2 separate regions of the Sus scrofa genome follow, and region 1 is linked to region 2. A link is a contact called in public HiChIP or PLAC-seq data. All regions are on one chromosome and are shown on one strand. Each heading gives the region's core, a stretch centred on a gene start, on an enhancer-like site or on the middle of the called end of the contact. The rest is flanking DNA. Distances are from core to core; before and after follow the strand shown.

Evidence for each region. HiChIP or PLAC-seq counts read pairs in DNA pulled down with a chosen protein or histone mark.
Region 1: an H3K27ac HiChIP or PLAC-seq map of alveolar macrophages shows a contact between it and region 2. The contact joins the promoter of DNAH2 here to the promoter of KCTD11 in region 2. A contact is called at or near these places in 1 of 47 Hi-C or Micro-C datasets (embryonic fibroblasts) and 1 of 2 datasets of contacts at active chromatin or transcription factors (alveolar macrophages).

The regions. Positions count from the first base shown.
Region 1 is chr12:52,980,865-52,983,564 of Sscrofa11.1, forward strand. DNAH2 (dynein heavy chain 2, axonemal) reads left to right here and starts at 1,353. Exons shown (of 89, transcript XM_013981316.2): 1 at 1,353-1,449.
Region 2 is chr12:52,696,864-52,699,563 of Sscrofa11.1, forward strand. It overlaps KCTD11 (BTB/POZ domain-containing protein KCTD11), which reads left to right and starts at 1,292. Exons shown (of 1, transcript XM_003358250.5): 1 at 1,292-2,700. The coding sequence starts at 2,088. ACAP1 (arf-GAP with coiled-coil, ANK repeat and PH domain-containing protein 1) reads left to right here. Exons shown (of 25, transcript XM_021067819.1): 24 at 52-101; 25 at 422-1,883. The coding sequence ends at 522.

The DNA.
Region 1 (2,700 bases), core at 103-2,602, 280 kb after region 2:
ACTTCTCTGCCAACCTCTGCCTAACTGGTTAGAAGATCACCCACTTCCATCTGCTTCCTGTGCAGCTGGCTTTGGGGTGTGGCAGGACCCCTCTCTCCTTCAATCCTTGCTGTCGGCAACAGGAGTGTGGGCTGGGCAGGAGCCCAGAAACCCACTTTAAGGATAATGGGGCTCTCGTGATGCCAAGGGCCAGGGGTTGTCAATTCTGGGGGAAAAAATGTGGTAGGCAGGATGGTGAGAGCTAAGCTGGGTCTAAGTGTGGATGGGCCCTACAGGAGTACCAGGGTCTGCCACTCCTCGCGGTGCCAGACTGGCATAATGAGATCCGTCAGGTGTGAACACCGCCCAGGAAAAGGGGGAACTGAGGTGCCAGCTTCTCTCCTCATCCCGAGAAGAAAATGTCATCAATTTAGCTCTTCATGGAAATGTAATCAGTGGCTCGCTGCTGGCTTTGTCTTAATTAGGCACTATTGATGGAAGCAGGGAGGGTGCCTTCCCATCCCCCAGATTCGCTTCTTCTCTGGATCTCCCAGGCCTCCCTAGAGCTTCTACCAGCCCCAGGTACAGCTCAGTCTTCCAGGCGCTTCTCCGGGCAGCCCCAGCCCGCAGCGCCCCCTAGCACCTGCGGCGGTCTGCCCCTTTTCTCACACCCCTGTCCTCGCTTCCCCAGGACTCAGCCTTTGTTCTTACGGAGAGCCGAGCCCCTCCCCGGCCCGGTCACCTTCCCCAGAGAGTCCCCGCCTCCTGTCCCCCCAAAACGAGCGACGCTTTCCAAAGCCAATCCTCAGATTCCCCAAATTCCAGTTCCGTTCTTCCCTCTTTCCCCCGCCCCGCGCTGCCAGGCGATCCTAGACCCCAGTCCGAACTAAGAAGGGGGAACAAGCAGGAGGGCAGAGGTGCTCCAGCCCCGGTTTTTCCCCCGGACTCAGCTGCAGCCACGGCTGCCTCGAAATCCTGGAGCGCCTTCTAGGGCGCGCGTGAGCCTCGCCGGCGGAACCCCCGGCGCCATCTGCTGGACTCGCCCGGGATGGAGCCCACAGACCCCGGCGCGGGGTCGGGCGCTCAGGTTCCCCCAGCCTGTTTGGTGTCCTGCAGGAGGCTGCTCATTGTTCCCAGCCCCAGGCCTTCCAGCCTGTGTTCCGACCAGACCCCCCGCCACCCTCCAGCCTGCCAGGTCTGGCAGCTTTCCCTTGCCCCCCAGCCCTGTTGCCCCTGGTCCCCGCCGGGGAGACACGGGACCAGCGGGGCAGGGAGCCTGGGGTCCGGACTTCACTGCGCCTGCGCCCAGGAGGCCGAGCTCGCGGGCTCGCGCCCCAGCCACCCGCCCCCTCCCGCTTCGGTTGCCATGGTGACGCGTGCAGGCGCGGGCCCGAGAGGGCCACGCGGGGCAACTTGTTAGCTGAAGGGGCCGGTCGGTCGGCCTAGGGAGGAGAGGGTCGGCGTCGTGAGGTGTGTGTCGGGGGCAGAGGGGAGGAGGGGAGGAATGCCCGGGAGAGCCGGGAGGTGCGGAAAGAAGGGGCAGCGGTGAGGGGGTAGGAGGGAGAGTTGAGGGGGGCGGGGAAAGGGGCAGCTGTGGGGGAGGGGAGAGCAAGGGGCAGTTGTGGGGAGAGGAAGGGGCAGTTGGAGTTGAGATGAAGAAGCGGGGACGGTTGTGACAGTTGTGTGAGGAAGCTCCTGGGAGGGGAAACTGGCTCGCTGGCAGCCACTGGGGGTCGGAGGAGAGGGCCGGCCCGCTGCGGTGTTTCCCGAGTAATAGAAAGAGTCCCAGGCTCGTGGAAAGCTCCTCCTGGGGTCTCGGAGTGGGGCCATGGCGTGAACCCCGTGGGGAGAGGGCTCCCAGCCTGGCCAGCGGAATGTTCCCGAGGCTCCACTTGGAGGCGGGGAAGCGCAGCCTGTCGCTTCTCTGGAGGCGGGTGGCGGAAGCCCGAAGCCGCCCTGCCCCAGTTGGCTGTATTGATGTGCTGGCCTAATAGAACCGTTTTCCTTGGAGCACAGCCTTCAAGTTTGAAACTCATAACCTCTGATCAATGCCGGCGGCAGCCTGTGGGGATGAGAAAGAAAAGCCACAGGTGGCTGTCAGGCCAGAGCTGAGTGAAGAGGGAATGGCCGCGAATCAGACCTTGCCCGCCAGGGATGCCCGGCCCCCCGACGTCCTCCTTTTCGGAGAGAAACGCTGCTGGGGCCTTCCTCACCACCCCCCATCCTCTTCTCCCCTCCCCAGACACCATTTGAAATTCGCCATTGGGTGACGTTTGTCTTTCCTTCCTCCAGTCTGTTCTCAGGGCATCTAGAATCCTGCTCTTCACCTTCATTATCCCTTAGCTCGGAATGACTCAGCCAGCCTGTGCTAAGAGACCTTTTCAGTACCCACGGAGCGGGGTTCCTACCCCCCAGGAAGGAAAAGCTAAAGAGAGGGGGTTCCTACCCCCAGGAAGGAAAAGCTAAAGAGACGTGTTGCAAATGCTGTCGTTTCTTTGCTTAAGGAGGTTGCAGATTTTAGTGGGAGGAGAGGGGGCATTTTTCTGTTTCCCCCTCTTTGGGGGGAGGGAACTTGGGAGGAAAGGAAGGACATGGGAAAATCATCTTGTTGCTTGGTAACTTGACACAGTGACAAAAGGTGTGGAACGTGGGGACAGTCTTCCCCTCCCTGTGCCCTCCCACTCATCCACGGCCCTGACGGTTTGTGCAACCACACCTCAG
Region 2 (2,700 bases), core at 42-2,541:
GGGTAGGTTGTTAAGAGAATGTCATTCATTCCTTAATTCCCTTCCCTACAGGCTCCGACTGGCAAAGATGAGAGAGGCCGATGCGGCCCAGGGCCAGGCTGGTAAAGTACCCCCCACCCCCGCCCCCACACGACACTGTAACTCTGGGCTTCTGGTCGCTGGTGACCTGTCCCCAACCCCCTGTGCTCAGCTTCTTTGGTTAATTACATTATTTAGTCAACAGATATGGATGGGGCACATCCTACGCGCCAGGTCCTTGAAACAGAGCAAAGAATAGGCGAGGGCGCTGCCCTGACAGCGCAGATGTCCCCTCCACCCACGCTGGAAGCGCGTGCTCTTACCAGGCCGGGCTGTCCCCATTGTGCGCTTCAGTGCTAGCGCCCAGCCACCCGGCGTCCCAGCCCTTCCTCCCTCCCCTCAGGAGATGAGACGTATCTCGACATCTTCCGAGACTTCTCCCTCATGGCATCTGACGACCCCGAGAAGCTGAGGCGGCGCAGTCATGACCTCCACACGCTATGATCTCAGACCGTCGAGGGCCCCGCACCGGCTACTCCTCCCCTCCGCCCCTTCGCCATTAAATCCTCTGTGCCTTGCTCTTCAAAGTTCATTTACTGGGCAGCCCCTTCAGGCTGGCAAGGAGTTGGGCGTTGCGTCTCTTGGGGTGCAGGAGCGGCTGGGAGTTTGCGAGCTTGAGTCACACGAGGGGCGGAGGGGCGAACAAGGGGAACAAGAAGAGGGAGCTTCGGCCTCAGTCTGAGAGTCGCGCGGGGCACGTAGGCTCAGGCGACGTGGCCAGACCCATCCGGGTGGGGAGAAGCCGCTCGCGTGGGCTGGGCCCGGCCTTCCCTTGGGGGTGCTGGCATATGGCTGGGATGGCGAGGCTGGCTCAGGCCACCCCGGCCCAGGCCCGGAGGCATCCCTGGAATGCGGCGGCTCAGCACCCGCCCCCTCGGGAATTCCCTGCGGAGCGACTGGGAAGGAACTGGTCCCCAGCCCCCGACGGCCAGGCTTCGGTTTCCGGAGCGGCGAGATAGGAGGGGCCGGCTCCAGCCTAGATGCAGACGTGAGGTCTAGCACACCTGGGGGCCGGCGGGGCCGTCGCAGCCACATCCGGAACGACGCGCCTGAGTCACCCGCAGGACCCCACCCCCGCTAGCGTCCGCCTAGCCAGCCCGTCCGCCCCGTCTCTCCGGTTCGCCGCTCTCGGCTCCCACCACCACCCAAGCCGCGCTCGCCCGGCGGGGGCGGGGGGCGGGGCGCCCAGGGGGCGGGGCTGCCTCTTAAAGGGCCCCCGGCCGCTGCCCTTAGGCCACTTCCTGGGGGCGGAGAGGACTTCAGCGGCTGCGACGACACTGGGGGAAGGCGGCGGCGCCCGGTCTCGAGACTCCCGGCTGCTTCCATCGGAGTCCTTGGACACTGCCAGCTCGGACTGAGCGTGCATCCTCGCTCCCCAGCGGACACAGAGGAGCCTCCGGTGTCGGCTCCGGTCAGCCCCTCCTCCATCTCCTGGAACCCGCGCCGGAGCCAGGCCAGGCCCGGCCTCCGACTGGCTCCCGGAGCTCTGCATCGACTCGCCCGGAGCGACAGCGCTCTGCCCCAGAGCTCAGAAACCTGACCCTTCAAAGAGTCGGCCTTGTGCTCGCCACCGTCACCTGCTGGTTGGATTTCGGAAACCCACTGTCTGAAGACCACATAGAGGAATCGCTGACCCCCGGAATCGGACCTAAATCTCTCGTCCCTCTCTGGCTTCCCTCTGCTGTTTTTATCCGTTCTCCCAATCTTTCCGGAATTTCTGTGCCCAGAACCCTCCCCCACCACAGTAGCTGGAGTGAGCCCCACATCTTGCTGCCTTGTACTCCAATTTGTGCCTCCGACCCAGAGACTGCCTGAACTTTACGCCCCAGTTCTGCACACACCCAGGAAGTTCCGCCTTTTCTTCTCTTTCGGTGTCCCCAGTACTCCTCAAAATTTCCCCTCCTCCTGTGCCCTCTCCGCCCCCCGCCTTTGGGGGCCCTGTGACCCTGAATGTGGGGGGCACGCTATATTCCACCACTTTGGAGACGCTGACTCGATTCCCAGACTCCATGCTGGGGGCCATGTTTAGGGCCGGTACCCCCATGACCCCCAACCTCAGTCCCCAGGGAGGTGGCCACTACTTCATCGACCGAGATGGCAAGGCCTTCCGGCACATCCTCAACTTTCTGCGGCTGGGCCGCCTGGACTTGCCCCGTGGATATGGGGAGACGGCGCTTCTCCGGGCAGAGGCTGACTTTTACCAGATCCGGCCTCTCCTGGATGCCTTGCGGGAACTAGAGGCATCTCGGGGGACCCCGGCACCCACAGCCGCCCTGCTCCACGCAGATGTAGAAAGCAGCCCCCGCCTGGTGCACTTCTCCGCTCGCCGGGGCCCGCACCACTATGAGCTGAGCTCTGTCCAGGTGGACACCTTCCGGGCCAACCTCTTCTGCACCGACCCCGAGTGTCTGGGTGCCATGCGGGCCCGATTTGGTGTGGCCAATGACGACAGGGCGGAGGGAGGCCCACACTTTCGTCTGGAGTGGGCCCCCCGCCCCTCGGAACTCCCGGAAGTGGAGTACCAGAGACTGGGGCTGCAGCCCCTGTGGACTGGGGGGCCAGGAGAGCCACGGGAGGTGGTGGGCACCCCGAGCTTCCTGGAGGAGGTGCTGCGGGTGGCCC